Linked DNA regions of Sus scrofa: region 2 is linked to region 1. The links are chromatin contacts, called in public HiChIP or PLAC-seq maps. All regions are on one chromosome and are shown on one strand. Each heading gives the region's core, a stretch centred on a gene start, on an enhancer-like site or on the middle of the called end of the contact. The rest is flanking DNA. Distances are from core to core; before and after follow the strand shown. Region 1 holds the start of MYO1C (unconventional myosin-Ic). Region 2 holds the start of RILP (rab-interacting lysosomal protein).

Region 1 (6,306 bases), core at 1,910-4,409:
TTCTGCAGAAGCAAATGACTAAGTAGGCAGGATGGAGGGGGGCCTCCACCCAGGCTCTTACGTAGGGCTTGTGGGCAGGCTGATGGTGTCCTTCCGCCAGCACCTCCATCCTCACCCCTAGAGTCTGACCCAGAAAGTTCCAGGGTGTGAGCAGAGAATAGGACCCTGGTTCACTTCTGCTAGTGGATCAGCCTCCGTGCCCCCAACCGGCCCTCCCGTGAAGTGTTGGCAGGTGGTAGAGGAGCTGTGGCCACAGACTTTCACAGGGTGGGCCTTGCGCAGTCCAGCTCATCTGCCCCTACCTTTACCTGCTGTCACCGGCCAGAACCCTGCTCTCTCTTTAGAGCGCTGTGGGACCTCGGAGTGAGGGCAGGTGGAGAGGAGAGCCAGAATCCAGCCGTTGTGGAGAATCTGGCCCCGGGGGTCTTCCGAGAGCATTCTCCAGGTGCTGCATGGGCCTGGCCTGTCCCCACTCCCACCATTTGCCTTCAGCCTCTGGTGACTCAACGGCCCTTCTCCCTGGAGGAGACACCTCAGGGAGCCTGCTCTGTGACTGTCACTCCCATCCTACCACCTGCAACCGAGGGACACTCCTGCATTCTTACTCCACCCTGGGAGCCATCAAGAACTGTCCCTCTCGGAGTTCCTGCTGTGGTGCAGTGCGATCAGCGGTGTCTCTGGAGCGCTGGGATGCAGGTTCGATCCCTGGCCCAGTGCAGTGGGTTAAGGATCCAGCAGCACTGCTGTAGCATAGGTAGCAACTGTGCCTCGGATCTGATCCCTGGCCGGGGAACTCCATATGCCATTAGGGGCGGGGGGGGGGGCAAAAAAAAAAAGAACTGTCCCTCTGGCTTCTAGCAGGCCATGGCCAATCTGTGTTCTGTGGCTGTTGCGTTGGTGGATAATTAGAAACATGGCTTTTACAAATGCACGTGACTCCGTCATGATGGTGCTGGGAGCGGGCACACGGTAATGGGCCCTGGCTGGACCCCAGGACGAGGGACCTGTCGTCCAGGCTAGACTGTGTCTGAGAGTGACACATGTTGCCCAGGTGGGAATGGGCTGAGGTTCTGGGATGGTGGCCCTCTGGGTCCCTGGCCCAGGTGGGGCGTGTCACCTACGCTGTTGGGTACTTGGTTTACTCTGCTGTTGAGTAGGTAGGATGGGTTTCCTGGGACTGAGCTCTCAGCAAGGTGCTCACTCTGCTCTCGCGGTTCCTCGCTCCCCAGCTGGCACTCCCTCCCTCCTTAGTCTGAAGCCCTGGCCCAGGGTTAAGGTCTCCAAACACCTCACCATCTCTTCTCTCTGCCCCTCCTCTCCCCAGATCCCTCTGCCCCGGTGTCCCCATGGTAACTTCTGTCCCTGCCCCCGGCACACACGCACACCCAAGGAACCCTGAGCCCTCGAACTTGCCCACTTCTCACAGGCACAGGCGTTGTGGGTGCTGCCACAGAGCACCCTTCATCTGGGAACCGGACAGGGAAACCAAAGCTTGAAGAAGTGGCATCAGGTGGCTTGGTGGTTAAAGAACCCGACTGGGATCCATGAGGATGTGGGTTTGATTCCTGGCCTCACTCAGTGGGTTAAGGATCCAGCATTGCTGGAAGCTGTGGTGTAGGTCGCAGACGTGGCTTGGATCCCACGTTGCTGTGGCTGTGGTGTAGGCTGGCAGCTACAGCTCCAATTCGACCCCTAGCCTGGGAACCTCCCTGTGCCACGAGTGCAGCCCTAAAATAGCAAAAAAACAGAAGTGGCATGATTCCTCCAAAGTTAGCCAGGCAGCTGTGGTGTCATGCAGGACCAGACACTCGGGAATGGGGTCGAGACCTGGGTTCTAATCGGATTTCCATCTCTCCGGTGCCCCAGGGGTCTCAGTTGTCTATAAAATCCAAATAATGTTCCCATTCACAAGGTTACTGTGAGAGAACAATTGCCAAAACCAAACGCTCGAGCCAGCTCTTCCTTCTGATTAACGGAGCCCTGGGGCTGGGTCTCAGGGCTCCTGACTCCAGGGGTCCCCGCTTCTCCTCCCGTTTGTGGCCCATGCTTGTTCTCCATTGTGCCCACCTCTCTCTGTCGCTCTTAGGGCTCCACACGCCCTACCCCTGCCCGGAGGGCCGAGTCCAGCAGGGATCGAGAGGCGGGAAAGGGGGGGAGGGTGCTCCCCCTCCTCTTGGCCCCAGTCAGGATATGGCGGCTCTGGGCCCAGCCCTGACCGCTGGGTGGAAACAGGAAATGTGTGAGACTTGGTGTGCGCTGGGTCTCTGCGCCTGGCTCCACGGCTGATAAGGGCCATTGTGTGGCCGCCAGGGATGATCCTGCCCTGGATAGATGTGCTTCCCGGAGGAAGGAAGGAAGCTTTGCTGGCCTTTCCTGGGCGGGGGAAGCCGAGGGCAGGGAAGGAAGGGTGCCTGGGGGAAGGTGCCTACCCCAGGGGCTGTCAAGGCCAGCGTTGCCCCACCGGACCCTGCCCCTCCCATGCCAGCGTCTGACTCTGGAAAGGTCGCTTTCCCCATCCACTTCCCTCTCCGCACTTCCTATAAGGAATGGCCTGAGATCCAAGGGCTCAGTCCCAGGCCAGGAAAGTGTCAGCTGTGATTTAGCAACAATGAAGATAGAAAAACAGGAACGTCTGGGGGTGGGGAGCATCTGAGGGTGGCGAGGAAAAGTAAGGGGCAAATAGGACCCAGCTACCCACTGCCACGCCACCCGGCGACCCATCTCTTAAACGTTTGAGGCTCCAGAGGAGGATGGGACAGGGACCTCCTCCCCGTGCCCTCCTGCCTCCCAGCTAAACCCCTCTGCCAACATGGCCAGCTGCCAGAAGCAGCCCTGGCCTCTCAAACTCCAGGGGCTCACCTGCTGCTGCAGGAGGCAGGCAAGCTCGGGGGACAGGCAGGCGGGGCAGTGCCTACTGATGCATCCTCTTGGCTTGGGGCAGGATGCACATTTGGGGAGTGGTCACAGCTCTCCAGCGGACACCAGTGAGAACACCCGGCCGTGAAGCTGCTGGGGGGAAAAACTTCCTACCCTTTGACCTGGAGCTCAGGGTCCCTCGTGGGTGGCTACATCAGCTCCTCTGGTTACCTGGGACAACAGGCATTTCCTCCATCCCTCAGCCCCTCCTCTTCCTGCCCCAACCCCGCTGGGCCAAGAGGCTTCCCAATCAGACCTGGGCTGCTCCAGCTGTGTCCTGAGGCGCTGGACCAGACACATCCCCTGGGGCTGAAGTTGAAGCTGAACCAAGTGGCCATCCCAGCTTAAGATCAGATTCCTGGTTCCGGCAACAGGCAGAGCCAGCAGGCAGGCAAGCGGGCTTTTGCTCAGAGGCCCCAGTGCTCAGCACGCTGGCTATCCACAGGCGGAATGGCACTGCAAGTGGAGCTGATACCCACGGGGGAGATCATCCGTGTGGTTCATCCCCACAGGCCCTGCAAGCTAGTAAGCTGGGAAGCTCTGGGCTGGGAGGAAGGGTGGCTGTATCTGCCCAGGGCCCAGCAGACCCTTCTCAAGCAAACCCCTTGAGAAGGCAGTGAGCAGTGGGGAAGCGTTCTGATCCCTGGTGGAACAGAGACAAACCGGGCAAGAAGGGGTAAATGGAAGGAAGGTTGAGGGTTTAAGCCTATAAGGAGCAGGGTTTCAAAGCCGGGATCTGGGTTTGAATCCCTTCTCCTCCAGCTCCCTGATCCTCAGCGGGCTGGGCTATGAACTGGTGACAGAGCCGCTCTGAGATCTAAGGACCAGTGCACATGAACCTCCAGGTGCACAGTACAGGCTCAGTTAAAGCCGCCGCTTTCCCGTCTGGCCTGAAGAAATGACGCCCACCGGCTCAGCGCGGTAGCGTGGGCGGGAAGGCAGGTGAAGGGGGCATGGTAGTCACAAATGGGAAAGAACTGACTTGGCCTGGCATGCAGGGCAGGGTCGGGTTTGCTCTGGGGATGCAAAGGCGCCCTACGATGAGAAGCGAGAACCCCATAAGACACCCACTCGCCCAGGACTGCAGCGAGTGGGCCGGGTCTTCGGTCGGAGGAGGGTGCGTGTGTGTGTGTGTGTGTGTGTGTGTGTGTGTGTGTGTGTGTGTGTGTACCTGTGAGTGTGAATGACTGTGACTCGCCTCGTCCCGGGAGAGCTGGCTGCGGAGTGCGCTGCACCAAGCCTCCGCGGACACGAACGCAGACCTGGCCGGGCGGGCAGGCGGGCGAACGGGGCGGGGCCGGAGGGTGCGCGCGCGGGGCCTGAGCCCTGCCCGGGATGACGACAGGCAGCGGCCCGGCCCCGGGCGGGCCCTGGGCGGGGAGAGCGTGCCGGGGCCGCGGACTCCGGAGCCGGCCACGCCGCCCAGCCTGGCCCCCGCCCGCGCACCCGAGAAGCCGAGCCGGTGGGTACGCGGGGCGCGGGGCGGGCCGTAGCCGGGGCGGCGGGGGGTGGGCTCCGCTGGCGGGCAGGATGGGGGAGAGGGAGAGCGGCCGGGCGGCGACCTAGGCCCGGAGCTACCGTTCGGGAGGCGGGGTCGCCGGCGCGGAGACTGCGAGGGCCGAGGGTCGGCTCGGCCTGGCCGGGGCAGGGCCCCAGAACCTGGCGGCTCCAGGATTGGGCTGATGGAAACGTGGATTCGTTGCGGGTAACGTGAGGGCGAGGAGGAGCGTCCTGGGGGCGGGGGTACCCTGCGCGCCCTTTGGGGCCCTCCGACTGCCAGCTTTGCCTCCGGGTTCCGGAGAAGCCGCCCCGGCCCCGCCCCTTCCCGTTCCCCGCCCACGGGCCCCGCCGAGGCAGGAGCCCCCGCGTGTGAGTGTGGCGGATGGGGGGCTCTGAGATGAATGAGAGAATGAATGGCTGGCCCATGGCCTATTCAATGCCAGGCACGCTCCGGCTTCCTGCTCACCCTCCCGGGCTCTGTGGGTTCATTCATTCAGGCGGGCGTCCACGAGGGGCGTTGAGCCCCCACTGGGTGCCGGCCTGGGTGAGAGACTGACAAGGAAACATCCAAACAGAGCGGATTGCGATGAGGAGAGGGCTGTGTGTTTTCGGGGAGTCAGGAAGGGGCTCTGGAGGAAGTGATACCCGAACTGAGTCTTCAAGGACCACCAAGAGTCAGTCAGGTGGGGAGGGGGTTGGGTCGTCCAAGGATGCTGCAGGTGCAAAGGCGAGAAGCTTAGAGCCCCACGGCTGGTGGCAGGGGTAGGCGTAGCTCCTCCTGGCTGTGCCTGGTGGTGAGGGAGGCATGGGGAGACAAGGGACTGGAGAGGGCTACCCATGTGGCCACGCGGGAACGGGACGCGGGGGAGCAGTGGGGGCTGCTGGAAGAAACAGTGGGTGTGCTTGGCACATGGAGGAGTGCCCTATAAACCTTCACTCTGTTAACGTGAGCTGTTAATTGATTGGATTTGGATTTGTAAAAACCACCGGCTGCTGTGGGAAAATGAATTGGAGGGAGGAAGGCAGGGAGGCCAGTGTGGAGGCTGCTTGCTTACTCCGGCAGGGAGAGGGAGGGTGGAGCAGTGATACAGGAGCAGAGGGGAAGTTCCAGCAAGTGGTGACTCGTTGGTGTGAGGAGTGGAAGGAGGAGGGCAGGGCTTTTGGTGCCAAAGAAGTGATGACTTAGCTGGAGGTGGCTCCCTCCTCTCAACATACAGGATCTTGAACAAGGAGGATAGGTTAGGGGGCAAGGTGCTTTGTGTCTTTCTGCTAGACCCTCAGGCAGAGGCATCTGGCAGGCAAAAAGCCCCTGGTTCTGGAACCAGAGTGTACAGCCCTAGACCGGGGCCCAGAGAGCTCTCAGGTAGAATCCCTAGTCTTCACCTTCTCCATTCCCCCTCAAAACATTTACCTTGAGTCTGGAACAGTCCTTGGTGGGGCAGCCTGGGCCCGGACCTAAGGTGTGTTCGATACACAGAAGTTGAGCCACTGTTCTGTGCCCAGCATGAGCTGTGAGTGAGATAGGCTATGGTTATTTTGTTTTCTTTTTTTCTTTTTTGTCTTTTAGGACTGCACCTGAGGCATACGGAGGTTCCCAGGCTAGGGGTCACTTTGGAGCTGTAGCCTCCAGCCTATGCCACAGCCATAGCAACGTGGGATCTGAGCCGCGTCTGTGACCTACACCACAGCTCATGGCAACACCAGATCCTTAACCCACTGAGCAAGGCCAGGGATCCAACCCACATCCTCTTGGATGCTAGTCAGGTTCGTTAACCGCTGAGCCACGATGGGAACTCCTCTCTTTTCTCAAGTTTTATTGAAGTAGAGTTGATTTACAATGTTGTGATAATTTCTGTTTTACAACAGAGTGATTCAGTTATACATGTATAC
Region 2 (6,260 bases), core at 1,979-4,478, 140 kb before region 1:
GGCTAGGGATCAAACCCGCATGCTCCTGGTTACTAGTCAGGTTTGTTTCTGCTGCACCACAATGGAAACTCCCACAGATTTTTATGTGCCTAAAACATTTGAGATTTCCTGGAACTAGAGATGCTGGTTTTGAGATTCACGGATGAGTAAACACACAAGGATAGCTAAAACAGTGAGAAGGGTTTTGGCCCCCACCAGATACCAAAACCTTAAAAAGCTATGGCAATTGAGAAAATGATTATAGAGTATTACAAGAAAAAATATTTACTATCTTAGTGTTGGGAAAACCTTAAAGAAGAGACAAAAATCCATCATCAAAATTGATAACTTGTACATGACAAAGGATACCACAAAAGACAAACTAAAAACAGGAAGGGAATATTTGCATTAACTCCAAGATAAAATGTTAGGATCTAGAATAGGGAATTCTCAGAAGTTGATTTTTATCAAAGAAAACTGTAGAAGAATAGGCCAAGAATATGAAAGTATTTCAAAAAAGGAACTGCAGGTGGAAAACATAATATGAAAAGATGGTTAACTTTACGAACAATCTGTGAAATTCGTATTTTATAAAATACCAGTTTGTGGCCTCAACTTGGTGATTTTGAGATTTTTAATATCCTGTGTTGAGTGAGTTTATAGAAACAGGGTTTTTTGTTCATGACGGTGTAAAATTTAAAGTACTGCTTAGAGCTGGTTTTAAAAGTGTACTCAGCTTGTGGAAGTGCATGAGCTGTGTGCTCGTTTGTGGTGCTGCACTGAAATAATCAACTGGGGCGTGTGCGAGTGGTCCTGATTCCTGGAGTCCACTCGAGATTCTGATGTGGTAAGTCTGAGATGAGGTCCATGTTTAACATTGTGAATAATAATCCCAGGTTTTGTTTTTTGTTGTTGTTGTTATTGTTGCTATCTTTTTAGGGCTGCACCCGTGGCATATGGAGGTTCCCAGGCTAGGAGTCCAATTGGAACTATAGCCGCCGGCCTATGCCACAGCCACAGCAACGTGGGATTCGAGCCTCGTCTGCGACCTACATCACAGCTCATGGCAACGCTGGATCTTTAACCCACTGAGTGAGGCGAGGTATTGAACCTGCATTCTCATGGATACTAGTTGGGTTTGTTAACTGCTGAGCCACAATGGGAACTTTTTTTTTTTTTTTTTTGGCTGAAACCACAGCATGTGGAATTTCCTGGGCCAGGGATGGAACCCTCACCACAGCAGTGACAAAAATGCCAGACCCATGACGCAAGGGAATTCCTTAACCCTGGGTGTTTCTGATGCAGGAGATTCTGACCGCATTTTGAGAAACTCTGTTCTTGTTCTTGGAGAAGCGAATGAGACACAGCTGACAGTCACGCGTCTGGGTTGGTACTAAGAATCTTTGGTTTTTGACCTCCTCGTCTCTAGATTGCAGGGTACCTGTATGGGGTGAGTCCACCAGATAACCCCCAGGTGAAGGAGATCCGCTGCATCGTGATGGTGCCACAGTGGGGCACTCACCAGACCGTGCATCTGCCTGGCCAGCTGCCCCAGCACGAGTACCTCAAGGTCAGTGGGGGTGCAGGTGAACTGGGGCCCTCTGCTCTCAGAGTGGTGGAGGGAAGGCAGGATGTTACTCTAATGGGTGGGATTCCTGGCTGCGGACAAGGCTCAAAGTAACTTCACTGCTCTACCAATAGGAAATGGAACCCTTAGGTTGGATTCATACACAGCCCAACGAGTCCCCCCAGCTATCACCCCAGGATGTCACCACCCATGCCAAGATCATGGCTGACAACCCATCTTGGGATGGCGAGAAGACCATCATCATCACCTGCAGGTGGGCTTGGGCCCCCTTGGGAGGAAGTGTGGTGGGGTAGACATTCCAGGTTAGAACCCAGACGGTGGCCTGAGCTCTGACTCTGTCCCCATCCCTCCTCAGCTTCACACCAGGCTCCTGCACCCTGACAGCCTACAAGCTGACCCCCAGTGGCTATGAGTGGGGCCGCCAGAACACAGACAAGGGCAACAACCCCAAGGGCTACCTACCGTCGCACTACGAGAGGGTCCAGATGCTACTGTCAGACCGCTTCCTTGGCTTCTTTATGGTCCCTGCCCAGTCCTCATGGAACTACAACTTTATGGGTATGTGGGGCATTGCAGGCGGGGAGCGGGGCTGGAAGTGAGGCTGGGGTTAGGCCACCACCCTTAGTCCTTAGGGCCAGACTCTGGTTTGGAGATGGCCCAGGCTGGATGAGGCAGGTGGACCTTGTCCACATGAGACATTTCCTTCTACTCCAAGGTGTCCGGCATGATCCCAACATGAAGTATGAGCTGCAGCTGGCAAACCCCAAAGAGTTCTACCACGAGGTGCACCGACCTTCCCACTTCCTCAACTTCGCTCTCCTGCAGGAGGGTGAGGTCTACTCTGCGGACCGAGAGGACCTCTATGCCTAGCTGTCCCCTCACCCCCTGCTTCAGACTCCCCTAAGGCTAGAGCGTTTTACCCCCACAGACAAGCTGGTGACATTCAGCAGCTTGGCCCCTTTTTCCTCTATTTGTGCTTATTATGTTGTTGATCTCCTGTGACTTGTAATTCTGAACAAAGTATAATAATAAATTTTGTATAAATAGGGGTTTTTGAGGTTTTTTTTTTTTTACCCTGAGCTCAAATTCTGGATGTAGGGATAATAGGCAGGACTTGTTGACAGCAGGGCGTGGGACTGGTTCTTGAGGCCCGCTGTTCAGGGAGCTGTGGGGGTAAGTATCCTCTAGACTCAGAACTAAAGGGGACTTGGACCGTCACACTGTTGCCACCATGACCACACAGGCCGATGTCCCTTCAAAATACTTGCAAACCCTCACCCCTTTTCAACATCTCTTGAGCAGTTGCTGCTGTTTTGAGTGTATAAGCTCCTGGCTTGTCCTCTGCCACTGTGGTATCCAGCCTAGCCCCTTAAGGCTTTGCGTCACTCTCAGTCCATCTTGGAAACAGGCACGGGGCTGGACAGTTGGCTGGCACTGCTGAGGCAGTGACAACCCTCCTACCTCTCACCTCCTCCTGTTGAGCTGGCGGCCAAGTCAGGCCCAGTGACTCCAGACACAGGGGTGGAGCCTGGCTTGGGCACTGCGGGGAGGGCTTGACAAAAGTGACCACTTAGAGCCCTGAGCCTCAGCTCCAGGCCGCCTGGCTGGAAGTTGGCTGTCCTGCTTCCTGTGACCTTGGGGGCTTGAACAGGACTGGGCCCAGGGCACAGAGACTCCCTTGCCAGGCCTTTTCCCTTAGTTGCTCCTCCCTTGTCACTTCTACTCCGCCCTCTACTGCCCTAAACTGCTTCCTGGGCCGGGACTTTGTTTTTTTCCTGCCCTAGTTGGGGGCGTGGGGAGGGTGTCGCAGCCCCAGTCGCCTTGGGAGACATGGAGCCCAGGAGGGTGGCTCCTGGGGCGCACGACTGGGGGCCTCGGGTGGACGCGGGGTCCGGGACGGCCGCGGAGCTCGTGTACCACCTAGCGGGGGCCCTGGGCACTGAGCTGAAGGAGCTGGCGCGCCGCTTCGGGCCGGAGGCTGCGGCCGGGCTCGTGCCGCTCGTGGTGAGGGCGCTGGAGCTTCTGGAAAAGGCGGCCGTCGGGCCCGCCCCAGACTCGGTGAGTCACGGCCAGCTCCCCTCGCCACCCGAGGGGTCGGCGGGGCCTGACCCTGAGAGCCTGGCCTCCCCCAGCTGCAGGTATCGGCGCAGCAGGCCGAACTGGAGCTGCGGCGGCTGCGGGAGGAGAACGAGCGCCTCCGTATAGAGTTGCGCTCTGGGCCACAGGGTGAGTACGGACGCGCCGGGATCGGGGCACGGCGGGGCGGCTCCGCTGAGGGCCACACCTAAGAACGCCCCTTCCTCAGAAGAGCGCGCTCTGCTGCGGCAGCTCAAGGAGGTGACCGACCGCCAGAGAGACGAACTCCGAGCTCACAACCGTGACTTGCTGCAGCGCAGCCAGGAGACCGAGGCGGTGAGGGCGGGGCGGGGCCGACTACGGGAGGCGGGGCTCTCCCGGCCCCCGTCGCCCCGCCCACCAGCCACCGCCTTTGCTCCGCCCACAGTTGCAGGAGCAGCTGCAGCGCCTCCTGCTGGTGAATGCGGAGTTGCGGCACAAGCTGGCCGCCGTGGAAACCCAGCTGCGCGCCGCGCGGGACCGCGAGAGCGAGCGAGAGCTGCAGCGCGAAGCGGCCGTGGGGCCGCCTCCAGAGCGGGCGCGGGGCCAGGCCGGAGGTCCCGTGGGTGAGCAGGGTCAAGAGCCCGAGCGGGGGGCCCCCGACGCCGGAACCCAGGGGACCCCTGAGAACCCGGTGAGTGCCATAGGTGGTCAGGGACTCGTGGGCGCTCGGGAAAGGTTTGCTGTGCTGCGTAGCCGGGCCACCGGGAAATTGGAAGGCGGTACGAGCCAGAGCACTGGTCTGGCATCCCTTGGAGTGCCCTGGCCTCTCAAGTCTCCCAGCGGGTCGCGGGGGGCACATCAGCTCCAGCCGCGGCGCCCCCACACCTGTCTTTCCGCAGACGGACGCCCCGCCGCAGCCAGGGCGCCCCCCCAAGGTGGGGCAGTGCAGCTTCAGTCGAGCGGAGGTTGAGCAGATCCTTCAGGAGCGGAATGAGCTCAAAGCCAACGTGTTTCTGCTGAAGGAGGAGTTGGCCTACTTCCAGCGGTAAGGGCGCTGGACGGGGCTGGAGGCTGGGACACCACTCACACCCGCTCCTGATCTGCCTTTTTTTGTTTTTTGGCCACACCCTCAGGATGTGTAAGTACCCGGGCCAGGGATCAACCCGCGCCACAGCAGCGACCCAGGCCACTGCAGTGACAACGGCCGGATCCTTAACCCACTGCCACAGGGAGCTCCCACTTGCCTCATTCTTTGGGTCATTGCTGTATCCACGGGGTCGTGTGCAGGGCACTGTGCGGGCCCTGGAGGACAGAAATCACACAGCTCCTGCCCTCCGGGAACTTCATGCACGGACGGGAGGGCCAGTGCAGAGGGTCAGAGCAGCTACAGCAGCGTGAAGGAACTGCTCCTAGGAAGGGTGACACCTAGGCTAAGGTCTGCGGGGTTAGCAAGGCAGAGTGTCCCCAGAAGGGAGAACAGCGGGCACGGGTGCTTGGGACGGAACCTACTTTCGGCATCCCCACCACTTTTTCTCTGCCCCTCCCCCTGAGTAGGGAGCTGCTCACAGACCACCGGATCCCAGGGCTTCTGCTTGAAGCCATGAAGGTGGCTGTCAAGAAGCAACGGAAGAAGATCAAGGCCAAGATGTTAGGGACCCCAGAGGAAGCAGAGAGCAGGTAAGTCTCTGCCTCCATTCCCACCGAGCCTGGCCACCTTCTGAGGCTGCTGTCTCAGACTGTACCTGTCACCCCAATCCTGTCACTGCTGGAGCCTGTCACCTAGCCTAGTCCCTTCTGGAACCTGCTAACCTGGTCTGGTTACCCATGAGCCTACCATCTGAGCCCACCACCCTTCTCTCTGGATCTCACTGCTCCCACCTGCCTGCTCCTCGCACCTCCTGCTGAAGAAACCTGCTAACAGCTTCGCCACAGTTTTTGGTTTCTTGTCTTGGCTGCACGTTTTTTCTCAGAGGGATGAGGCTGTAGCTGCCAACTTGCCAGAAGCCTGCTGTGTGTCAGGCTCGAAAAGGAAAGCCTTCGGAGCTCCTGTGTGGCTCAGCAGGTTAAGGAACCAGTATTGTCACTGCAGGGGCTCAGGTCGCTGCTGTGGTGCGGGTTCAGTCCCTAGCCTGGAAATTTCCACGTGTCATGGGTGTGGCCAAAAAAAAAAAAAAAAAAAGAGGAGTTCCCGTTGTGGCGCAGTGGTTAACGAATCCGACTAGGAACCATGAGGTTGCAGGTTCGGTCCCTGCCCTTGCTCAGTGGGTTAACGATCCGGCGTTGCCGTGAGCTGTGGTGTAGGTTGCAGACGGGGCTCGGATCCTGCGTTGCTGTGGCTCTGGCGTAGGCCGGTGGCTGCAGCTCCGATTCGACCCCTAGCCTGGGAACCTCCATATGCCGCGGGAGTGGCCCAAGAAATGGCAAAAAAAAAAGACAAAAAAAAAAAGAAAGCCTCAGGATGTCCTCCACCTCCCCAGCTTCTTCTCTCCAGCCTTGGGGGCCCTGAAGTCACTCTGTCCCTCCCCTGCCTGCTCCTGGGGGCTGCACAGGAGGCTGAACAGAGTGGACTCCGACTCCTGTGGTCCCTCAGGGCCCTGATTAATGACCTTCCCATCTCCTCTCTCCTCGGCGTCAG

Evidence for each region. HiChIP or PLAC-seq counts read pairs in DNA pulled down with a chosen protein or histone mark.
Region 2: an H3K27ac HiChIP or PLAC-seq map of alveolar macrophages shows a contact between it and region 1. The contact joins the promoter of RILP here to the promoter of MYO1C in region 1. A contact is called at or near these places in 2 of 2 datasets of contacts at active chromatin or transcription factors (alveolar macrophages and skeletal muscle).

The regions. Positions count from the first base shown.
Region 1 is chr12:47,712,523-47,718,828 of Sscrofa11.1, reverse strand. It overlaps MYO1C (unconventional myosin-Ic), which reads left to right and starts at 3,159. Exons shown (of 32, transcript XM_021067559.1): 1 at 3,159-3,441. The coding sequence starts at 3,367. It also overlaps a transcript of INPP5K not described here.
Region 2 is chr12:47,857,397-47,863,656 of Sscrofa11.1, reverse strand. RILP (rab-interacting lysosomal protein) reads left to right here and starts at 3,228. Exons shown (of 17, transcript XM_013990001.2): 1 at 3,228-3,625; 2 at 3,700-3,793; 3 at 3,873-3,979; 4 at 4,071-4,316; 5 at 4,525-4,670; 6 at 5,180-5,302. The coding sequence starts at 3,398. It overlaps SCARF1 (scavenger receptor class F member 1), which reads left to right and starts at 3,214. Exons shown (of 17, transcript XM_003358192.4): 1 at 3,214-3,625; 2 at 3,700-3,793; 3 at 3,873-3,979; 4 at 4,071-4,670; 5 at 5,180-5,302. PRPF8 (pre-mRNA-processing-splicing factor 8) reads left to right here. Exons shown (of 43, transcript XM_021067568.1): 40 at 1,409-1,549; 41 at 1,681-1,820; 42 at 1,923-2,125; 43 at 2,283-2,616. The coding sequence ends at 2,437.